2 separate regions of the Oryctolagus cuniculus genome follow, and region 1 is linked to region 2. The links are chromatin contacts, called in public Hi-C maps. All regions are on one chromosome and are shown on one strand. Each heading gives the region's core, a stretch centred on a gene start, on an enhancer-like site or on the middle of the called end of the contact. The rest is flanking DNA. Distances are from core to core; before and after follow the strand shown. Region 1 has its middle 400 kb from the start of NT5C1B. Region 2 holds the start of OSR1 (odd-skipped related transcription factor 1).

Region 1 (5,566 bases), core at 2,016-4,515, 410 kb before region 2:
TCATAAGTTATATGTAGATATATTTATATTATAATTTGTATTGTTCCCCAGAATAGTGATCAATGAATTTTGTCTGAAAAAGACCAAACAGTAAATATTTCAGGACTTGACGATAATCCACCTCTGCAATAACTCAATTCTGCCATTGTGTAAAGGGGAACATAGACAATATGAAAAGAGTGTTCCAATAAAATAATTTCTGAAACCTGGAGTGGCACATGGCATAAAGCTTGCTTGCCCTAAAATATAAATGTAATAGTGACAGCCACAACTCAAGACATCCTTCATGGCTGTAGACTCACCTAACTCAGATGTGATTTTGCAGGACCTATTCCAGAAGCAAATACTCACATTCAAATTGAGTGACTGTTGTGTATTCAGGGTATGCTAAGAAATTCTGCAGGTGCTGAGAATACAGAGATAAGTTGAAGTGTGGTCTCAGACTTCTAGGTTCAAAGACTAGGTGTAAGAACACCAAGTAGCCAAACATCTGCTTCATAGTGCTGTGATAGAAACATAAGTACAATTCTGTCCCGGTTGCCCCTCTTCCAGGCCAGTTCTCTGCTGTGGCCCGGGAGTGCAGTGGAGGATGGCCCAAGTCCTTGGGCCCTGCACCCCATGGGAGACCAGGAGAAGCACCTGGCTCCTTGCCATTGGATCAGCGCGGTGCGCCGGCCGCAGCGGCCATTGGAGGGTGAACCAACGGCAAAGGAAGACCTTTCTCTCTGTCTCTCTCTCTCACTATCTACTCTGTCTGTCAAAAAATAAAAATAAAAAAAAGAAAGAAACATAAGTACAGCCAATGACACAAGAACAGAGAGGTGACTCCATCAGTTCACGTATATCCCAGGCCTTCTGTAATGGTCCAGTCACCATGCTAAACCCTGGGAACATACATACCTGGAACTGTCACAACCTCTAACCTCATGTAGCTGAGAGTCTGATGAGAAAATTATGTTTAAACAAAATAATTTTGCAAATATTTACATGTGTGCAAACTGTTGAGAAGTACCAAGTTCTATGAGAGTGCATGAACATGTGGAATCTGGAAACAGGGAATTTGTCTGGATTATGAGGTGGTAGGACATGAATTGAAAACTGAATTAGGGCCAGACCAGAGAAGTCTGAACACCAAGTTAGGGAATTTGGGCTTTATTCTGGAAACACCTGGGAGGCATCAAAGATTATTGAACAGGTGAATGACAAGACTAGTCATTTTGAAAGAAAACTCTGGTAACCATATGTGGAGTAAATTGAAAATAGAAATAAGGTCAACAGAATCAGCCATATCATGACCTTAGTGAGAAATCATTTAATGAATGCATGAAAGTGGCAGAAGAAAGATGCCAATGATTGTCAGGCTGTGGAATAAAGCCACAATGAGAAGTGGGTGCTACTTACACAGGCTTTCATAAATATTTTAATGAGTACTATATTAATTCTCTGTATAATTTTTGATATGGCTGTGGGTCATCATTTGCTATAAACAATATCATTTGCCAAAGTACACTGGGCTAAATCTTTAATCTTTTAAGTATTTAAACAAAATACCTGCATTTATTTGCTAATAGCTTTCTTAGAATCCATTTTCTGCATGTGTATTCAGAGACCAGAGGATCCTCAGTCAGTGTGAGTACATACTCAGGAGTGTGGCACTGATTTGTTGTTCTGGGCTGAGTACTTTCAAAAACGATGTCAGCGTTTTTATTCTCTTTAACACTTTATAATCCAAGAGATTTCTGAAAGCGGTTCTCTCCTTCAGTGGCTTCACTACAGATTTGATCCCCAGAACTTATGTTGTGTGGTCATATTAGCCTTTTCCTTCATTTAGTTGCCAAGTGCCATTGAGGCTCTGTTCAAAAATATATCTCTGCTTTGTTCTTCCTCTTCCATTGCCACTTCCACCATTCCAAAGGGTGAATAAATTGTGTTTATAGAGTATGTAAAAAAAAAAAAGACAGAGATGGCAGGAGGCAATGAGAGTTGATGTGACAGTGACTTCTGGAGTAAAGGCCATAGATTAAAGACAGCACTGTGGCTGTCACCTGCATAGTGGCACCGAGTGTCCTTGCAGATATATAACAAAGCTGGTATCCTATTTGGGAGGCGAACTATCTCACCAGCAGAACTGTGAATCACAGAAAGTCTTGCAAGGCTGCTTCCAGGAAAGAAATGAAGCCTGAGAGTGAGGAAAGGGTTACAGGTCCCCCAGGCTCCAAGCAGCCACACGTCCATGAACAGGGTATCCACAGAAACACTGTCCTAACTGACAGGCAGCTGCTCACTTCCACAGCAGACATAGGTTTTAATATCTGCATCCTAATTTATTTGACATCTGCAGAACATCCAAAGAAAATATTCAAGTATGGGATGGGCAATCGGCTGCTTTCTGAGTTCATCAAATATCTCACACTCCTTTTTCAAATGTTTTCAGTTTTGCAAAACTCAAAAATGCATTTTGCCAAACATGTTCTCTGTTAATGTTTATTTAGAAGGGAATTTAATCCGTATGCTGCTGATGCATTTACACTTAACTCATCAAAATGTTTTACTGGAGTCATTTGATGTCCAAGAAACCTTTTGAGTCTTTTTTATAAGCCTCTTCAAGCCCATTTCGCTTCGAAACAGGAAGTCGCCTGTTACTAACCATAAACGAATGCAATTCCCAGAGGATTTGGTTTCATTTAAGACACAGAGAGACCACAAGGTCTCAGCCTATCCTGGACTCCACAGCAAAGATTTTCCTACTGAACCAACTGAGAATGAGCCGTCCACAGATGAGGTGCTGCTATTATTTTCCAAAACAAAGCCCTTTATGAAGAAGCATCTTTCATACAACTCCTGGGAAAGACGGTTACCAAAGCAGAGCGCTAAATCATTGGCTTTGCAGACTGCACCTGGTCAATGTCACTGTCTCCTATGAATCCATTTACCATTCAGAGCTCGTTTGCTAGTATTAATAGAACAAATAAAATGGAATGAGAGATAAAGACACCGGGATAGTGATTTCTTGCTTCAGGAAAACCTTGCTGAGTTACAGACCGATACAATGTTCCCAGCCACGAGCCAGGGAGCCAAAGCTGATATAAACACAGCATCCAAGCCACAGAACATGACTTGTTTAAGGCTTAATTCTGTGAAGTAAGGCAGGAAACAAGATTTATCCTTCTGGGAAACTTCTGGCATTGGCCTCGAGCTGTGCCTGATTGCTCTCTGCCGTCCTCACCATCCATTACAGCTATCTGAAGGAAATCAATTTTTTGCCCAAACTAAGGCAAAAGAGAAATGTCTCCATCTGAATCCCGTAGAAATCCTTGTGTTTGACGTGGCATTAAACAAGGGAGAGGGAGCTGCGCGCTGTGTTACTGCGAGGATCATCGTTGCTATCACAGGCCTTCTGGCTGTGAAGGGCAGTGAAATTAGTTGGGCGAAAGCCACTTTACAAACATAGTAAAAATAAATTACTACACTTAATAATTGAATCTTAAACTTGTCATTATGGCAAACTCTAAATTATTCCAAGAGCCTTCGCGGGGACTTGGCAAAAGTATCGGGAGCTGGAGGTCAGTTTTCATGTATGAAATCCAGCTTAGGTTATAACTGCAGGGCCACAGACTAAACGTTCAAAGGATGAATGGGCCATTGAGAAGTAAATCAGACTCCTTGAGGCTCTTAAATGAGTCCTGGAAGGCTTCAAGTCATCAGTGTGGTGGGCTACCAAAAGAATTGGGTTGTTAATAGAAGAGAATTTGGACTTGTTAATACCAGATTTTTTCCTTCTTTGCGTGTGTGTGTGAGTTTGTTTTTTAGCATGTTTTTATTCCATGTTATTTTAGTTTTAACTGCACGCTCATTGGGCAGTGAAAGCTGTGTGACTTGGTCCTTGGCCCACACTCTAACTCCTGGGCACAAGGCTGGAGTGTTTACACTGGAGGAGAATGTTCAGACTGTGACCCAACTGGGAGACATTTCACTGAACATCTGGCTTTGCTTACTTGTCCTAAATATTAAATTATTAGAGGACTATTAATATTAGACTATTTCATTGGTTCATTTCTTTTCTCCTTAAAATCATATTTAAAGGCCACTTTTTTTAGAATACAGTTTGAACCTCTTTTTAATACCACTGCCTCTAGATCTAGTATATGTGGATATTTTCAGGAGACACAAGCAGAAGAATTACCTAAGAAACAGACAAACAAAACCCACAAATCATTTTTTTTTTCATTCTGCTTGAGTAAAAAATTAGTTCATTCTTCACACTAAATATGTAAAACATCATATTCATATGCTACTCCTACTGCTAACAGTTCATGAAGATCCTGGGAAGACACCCGATTTGATAGCATACATAATTTAAATGGCTATAGATATTTTCTATTCTTTGTTCAGATTTGATCTCATGAATTATTTTTAAACCAGGGTTATACAGTCACAGTTGCCTAATTGCTGTTGGTAAGATCATTTGTGTTTCAGAGCTATGCATACACGTGTTCATTGATTCCATGCCAGCCTACTCTTGCCAGAATAGGTCATGGAAACACTAATGATCGAAGTGGTCTTAACTCATAAACCATTTCACTGAATTTCCCAAGTGTATCACCACACACATGCCCATGATACCTAAATGGAGCAGTTTCAGAAAGCACATGAATGCCTTGCATCGTGACATATAGGGTATGCGTTTTGTCACTTGGGTATGAATTACTAGGAAATGACCCCTTCATTTCAAAGTGACCTCTTTCTCTCAGAGAAATCCACAGTCCCCCTTTGTTGTCACAAGCAACTCAAACCTGAATGTGTCATTTGGCCCCCTATTTGTTCCTCCTACTGGGATTTTAGTTTTTGCTTCAGGTACCAATGACAGCATTAACTTTGAAGTTGTCCGATGTGAAGGTGAATAAAACAAATTATCACAGGTGCATAAACCTTGAATCCAAACACACTTTCTAAGTGGCACCTTTCAATATCCTCTTCCCTTAGTGGCTGGAGCCCTTCAGGAGAACTTGCAACTTAATCTCTCACTGTCATTAATATGTATGGAAGACATGTACAAGCACTGTAACATATAGTGTGTTGCATGTATGCATTTAGAGAGACTTGTACAGAATTCTATCGTTGGGCAATTATTGTGAACTATAAACACAAAAAATCCAACCATGGGGCTAGTGTTGTGGTGCAGCGGGCTAAGTCACTGCTGTGAAGCCACTATCCCATATCTGGATGTCAGTTTGAATCTCGGCTGCTCCACTTCCAATCAAGTTCCCTGCTAATTCACTTGCAAAAGCAGCAGGCCGGCGCCATGGCTCAACAGGCTAATCCTCCGCCTAGCGGCGCCGGCACACCGGGTTCTAGCGGCGGCCATTGGAGGGTGAACCAACAGCAAAGGAAGACCTTTCTCTCTGTCTCTGTCTCTCTCTGTCTCTCTCTCTTTCACTGTCCACTCTGTCAAAAAAAAAAAAAAAAAAAAAAGCAAAAGATGGCCCAGAGTTTTGGGCCCCTGCCTCACATGTGCGAGCCCTGGATAGAGCCTTGGCTCTTGGCTTCAGCCTAACCCAGCCCTGGC
Region 2 (5,494 bases), core at 1,889-4,388:
AGCACAGATTCCCCTTTCCCCAGGCAAGGCCCAGGAACTGACTCAGCTGCCTTTCGCTGCAGCGAGGCTCCAGAAGTCCGCTCTGTCCAGGGATGTACAGCGCCTGTGTCTGAGAGGAGGAGGGAGTGTAATCCTGTCCCTGAAAAAAATCTTCCCCTGGAAGCTGGCAGGATGGTGGCTGGGGAGGTGCTGGGAAGGAGAGGCATTGCTGGTCCGAGATTTGTCTGCACAGGTTGAATTAGCAAACGGAGAAAACCCAAGTCTGACCTCTATGATTCATTCAAGCACTGGGCCAGGAGAGGCCAATATCTGCCCTGATCCCACCTCTAGAACTGGAGCAGACCCCCCCCCCCACCAGTCCCCTCTATTCCTCGGAGCGTGCACGGGTCGCTCAGGGATCCAGCGAGACCATCCCGGAGCACCGTGACAAGAGGGAGCAAAGCACCAGTTGGAAAGTGGGATCCCTTTGGGTGGAAGAAAGTGGAGGAGGAGAGGACTGGCAACTTCAAAGGTGGTCCGGGACTTCGCAGAGATGAGCGCCCTTTGATTTGCTGTCACCTCTTCTTCCCCTCCAGGCTGAAAATCAGATCTTTATCTCTGGCTCCCAGGAGCCGGCCAGGCAGGCAGAGGCCTCTTTGAGATCCTCTCTGGGCTCGGCTTATTCCAAAGGCAAGGGAGCCCCGGGGGCGGCAGGACTCCAGGCTGCACACACAGAACCCAGCCCTCTGGGTGCCCTGCTGGAAGAACCCTCTGACCTTGCCCGACCTGGCCTCCTACTCCTCCCACACCTCGGGCTCCCCAGGGGTTTGGGAGTAGGGGTGCTTGCGACCCTTAAGGCCCTGGGGAGTCAACCTTTTCGGGCTCTCTGCCCGATCCTGTTAGCCCCGAACACAGCAAGCCCAGCCAGCTTCCGATTTCCTGGGAGCACTTCGAATCCAGGGGACGAAATTCGTTCGAAACGTGGCTCTTCACACTAGTACCGAGAATGAGACCAGTGCACGACCCAGTCCCAGGCCCTCAGCTAAGAGAAAAGCTCTCACACGCGCCTCTCCAGCCAGAGAGGTAGAACAAACGCCCGGCGCCCCTGCGTACCCCAGGGTGAGCGCTTTCGATCTTACAAGCGAAGCGGGATCTTCAAACCCCCTCCCCAGGCCAGGCATTCACCCCGCGCGGCCTCAGAACCTGGAAGGTGCGCGCCCAGGTCGGGACGACGCGAACTAAGTAGCGCTTAGTCCGCGCTGGGGAGGCTCGGGGCCCTGAGCCGCACAGGCACTCGGGTCCCTCGCGCGGTGGGTCGCCAAGCCCGGGTCCGCCGCCAGCCCCCATGTCGGGCATTAATGAAGTGTGCAGAGTCTATTAAAGTGGTTTATTCGGGGCTAATTGAGCGTGAGCGAGTTAACTGCTTCCATTAATGAGGACGGAGCGAACTCCATGGGCTAAGCGCCTGGAGGAGCCCAGCGGCAGCCCAAGAAAATCATCCTCGACTCGAATACCCAGCACGGGCGGTGACAGGCGTCCGGACCCCCGCCGAGAGGAGTGACCAGCACCGGATACTTCGCTTGCAGTCTCTCAACGAAGGAGAGCGGGAGAACCCACGGAGGAGGCGGCCTCTGCGCCGCCCTGAGACGCGGACTGCGTCCTCGGCGATCCGCTCCCCGCTCATAATGGAAACGCAAAGACTTGGAGGAGCCCAGGATGGAATCTCGACCCACCAGCCGCTCGCAGTCCCCACCGGCCCTTCTGTTCCTTCGGAGGCTGTGCACCCGAGAGACCAGCCTTGCACGTGGTTTTTCCTTCCAAGACCAAACGCGCAGCTCTTGGCTAGGGCGAAAATACCAAATTATGGCCCCAAAGAACCCCTTGCAGCTACTCTGCACTTGAAGACCGCACCCGCTGCTGGGCCGAGCTGCTGACAGCGACTAGATGGGGTTGCTCGTTCTCCTTGTAAGAGGCGTTTCCGGCGAAAAGGGAGTTCAGCGTGCATTCCCTCTCCTCTTTCCCTCCCTCCTTCGCCTTTCTCTTTTTCTCCTGAACTTCGGGTTTAGGGGACAGGCAAGGAAGCGAAAAAAATCCTCCTCCCCTTCCAAACCCCAGCCCGTAGACACCCGCAGCTGCAAAGTGTTTCCGCGTGCGGGTCTCGTACCGGGAAGACAGACTCGCGCCCCCTGCGTGCCTCCCAACACCGGGACTTTGGCGGGCCACGCTCCAGGCCTGGCCGATGCAGAGCAGGATTCTCCTGCAGGGAGAATCCCTAAGACCGAGTGCGAGTCCGAGGCGGGGGTGAGATGCGCGGCCCTGTGCCCCGGGATCCAGCCAGGCTCTTACCTGAGCGCAACTCCGCTTTAGAACTCAAGAAAGCGCTACTCGGCTAGGGCATGCACCTGTCCCTGCGGCCTTGGCCATCCCCTCACTTTCCCTCCCTTCGTCAGCCCCCAGATGCTCAGCCTGAGCTAGGAGAGCGCCTCTGCAAAGGCTGCGCCCGCCCAAGTCGCTCTGATCTTTTAAAGGGAGCCCACAGACGGACTTCCGAAGCCCAGGGCCACCTCGCGCGGGGTTCCACGGAGCCCCCGCCAGGCTGGAGGCAGTAGCAGAGGCTCGCCCCGGGCTCTGCCGAGGTCGCAGGCCAGGACCCCTGCGCGGCAGGTCCCTGAATCAGTGCCCCCAACCAGCCTGGGCGACTCTCACTTTCACTAAGGTCCTGCAGCCTTGGCTTTGACAAGGGGAACTTCCTTCGGGGGCCATTGGGAGAGTGGAGGCACCCGGCAGGCTGTGCCGAGGAACCCGGGAGTCCTGCCCGCACTCCCCTGGCGGAGCCCGGGCGTCCGGGCTGCAATTACCTTGTTCCGCGGAGGTCCCGCGTCTCTGGGGCTCTCGCTGCAAGGGGCCCGGGAAGTCGGAGGCGCTGGAGCCCACGGACACCGCTGGCGCTCTAAAGTCCTGACAAGTCTCCGGCTGCGGGGATTCCGAGGGCTCCGAGCTCCCGACAGGCGGGAGAGCTCAGCGGCCCCGGAATCCTGGCCGCCGGGGGATGGTGAGCCTCGCTCGCCGCTCGCTCGCTGGCTCTGAACCGGGAGCGGCTGAGAACGTGCTGGGGAGAGGCCGAGCTCCGACTCACTCATCCCTTCGCACCGAGCCGCCTACTTATTTTAATCCACCACCCTCCCTCCTCCCCCCCCCCCCCCCGCCCCTAGCCTTAGGATTCCTCCCCTCCCTCCCTGCCTCCCCCAACTCGGCCCTGCGCCTGCGCGCTGAGACACAAAGTTTTGCTGACCGGGGCGGTCAACTTTGGCAGCTGCACTCGCTTGGCCCTGGCCTCTCCGGACATTACGTCCCCTCCCCTGCAGTCCTGCGCGACCCCTCCTCGCCTTTTAAGCCCAGGAGGGCTTGCCTGGTGCGCTAGAGCAAACAGCCCTTCGCAGACCACAGCAAGCTGGTATCCTGCGTCTCCATGTCCTATTCTTGCTCTGTACTCCGCTAGGTGGGAGGGTAGGAGCTGTGTGCCCTGGGATCCCGGCACGTAAGCTTGGACCCTGGCACACTGTGGCGCCTAGCAGTCACCCATTCTCCCAAAATCCCTTCCAAAAGGCTGCAGACCTCGGGTGTGGAGCAGCTTCTGGTCATCAGAGTGTGCTTAGGGCCAGTGCGGTGACCTGGGTGGCGCTGGCTAGAGCCACAGTCACCGACTCGAGAGAGTCCTAACGTTGGAGGTTTTCCAGCTAACCACATTCCCTGGGTTCTGGGTTCAGTAGAAATATCTGAGGGTCGCACAAGGAGGTCCAGTTATTTTCCTGGGACCCAAAACTTTCTGGGGTCCCCCCCCCCAAGCACAGCCTGCTTTCTAGTGGATTACTGCTATCAGCATGGATGGGAGTCTGGCGAGCAGGGAAGGCAACCAATGCAAACTATGCAGTTGTCAGCAAAGTTCAGATGGAGTTTGGAATCTTAAAAAGAGTAGGTATTCCTGGCTTCCAATAATTCTATCTTCATTGCCTAGGCCTTATGGAGGGTCCCAGTACCCTCCTGTCCGCTCATCTCCTGGAGCTGACCTCCAGATGACCCCACCGGAGCCCTCCCTGTCACTTCTCTGGAACACCCCCGGCAGGGTCCGCCACAGGAGGAGGCGCCAGTTTCCTGGGGCTCCGGTGGGTCCAGATTCACACCATTGCACTCCATCTCTGTCCGGAGTTATTGCCAAGTGACTGTTCAGCACCCGAGAGAGGGTCTCTAACCCATCAGTACTCCTCCCTTCCCAGGAGTCCCTACTGTCCCCAGATTTGGTTTGCAAAGCCCATCTGATTTTCTCTGCAGGGTAACTGGAGGGCTGTGGTCCCTGACCTTCGTCATGGTCACTGGAGATGCACTCACCCCCAGAGGCTGGTCCTGGGTCCTTTAGAACAGCTCACTGCCTCTAACCCCTGGGTAACCTGGGCTTGAGCAGGAAGGGGGATGTGGAGGTGTAATCTCTACCCCAGGACTGCATTCACCAGCTCCACCTCACAGGTCAGCACAGAACTAACAGACCCATTAAGCTTGCTTGTGCACCCAAAGTCTTAGCAGCTGCCAATATAGGGGTGACATTCTAACCAGAGAAGGTAGTAGATACCGCCATTTGCCAAGAGATTCCTGGGCAGCAAATTCTGAGAGAAGAGGAAGCCCTGGAGAGTCCTGGCAGGGCGATCTGGGACTCATTGGCTCCCATCTTGGATGAGAGAGTCTCTTTCTGTACCAGCCTCAGGCTCTGCAATTAGGCAAAGCCTGGGGGACACTGCCAGCCACGGACGCTTTCCAAGAAAGGCCAGCAAATGAGGCCAGGACACTGAGGTGGGATGGAACCGTCTGGGGTCTATCAGGGTACCTCAAAAAGTTTGTGGGAAGATGGAATTAAAAGATAAGTTTATTTTGGTGCAAAAACTTTGAAATCCATGCATTTCCATTTTCCCCATAATGCCCATTTCCTAGAACTTTTTGGAGATCTCTCATATATCACCCATCTGCTCTGAACTCCTCGCAGCTCAGCCGAGCTTCCGCCATCTTTGCACTTGTCTCTCCTTTCTACAACAGCATACTCGGCCAACATGCCTCAAGTCTCCCAGAAAGTTCCAATTAGTGGGATCCGTAAAGAAAGAACCGTGAAACCAGGTTGTTTAATGTGTTTTCCCGATTATCTTGAAAACTCATCCTGACTCAGGTAGGGAAAGGTGGGGAATCAAGGCTGGCTGCGATCCCTCGTGGTCCAAGGCCCCAGGCTGCTTCCCTCAGAGAAGTCTCTGCTTGAGGCTGGCAGCAAGGGCAGGACGCGAGGAAGCGAGCGCAGCGACGCTGGAACGTGGGCTCTGGCACCGCTCGGTGTCCTCTAGGGCGGGCCTGTTTCAGAAGCCTGCCTCCTGGGTCGCGCACAACCTCAGAGAGAGCCGGGGAAACGAAATTCAAGATTTGCTAGGCATTGAAAGGTGCCCCCTCCCACTCTGAGTTCCCAGAAGAGCGACCCCAAACC

Evidence for each region. A called contact is a pair of places that touch in the nucleus more often than the background predicts.
Region 1: a contact with region 2 is called in a Hi-C map of embryonic fibroblasts, with 3 times the contacts expected there. The contact joins the enhancer-like site here to the promoter of OSR1 in region 2. A contact is called at or near these places in 2 of 6 Hi-C or Micro-C datasets (embryonic fibroblasts and psoas muscle).

The regions. Positions count from the first base shown.
Region 1 is chr2:183,633,015-183,638,580 of mOryCun1.1, reverse strand. No RefSeq gene overlaps it. Among named protein-coding and RNA genes, the nearest start is that of NT5C1B, 400 kb to the left of the region's middle. Within about 2 kb of position 3,265, at least 1 of the 8 cell types and tissues checked has an H3K27ac peak or open chromatin away from gene starts, as enhancers often do.
Region 2 is chr2:183,224,853-183,230,346 of mOryCun1.1, reverse strand. It overlaps OSR1 (odd-skipped related transcription factor 1), which reads right to left and starts at 3,138. Exons shown (of 3, transcript XM_002710046.5): 1 at 2,838-3,138.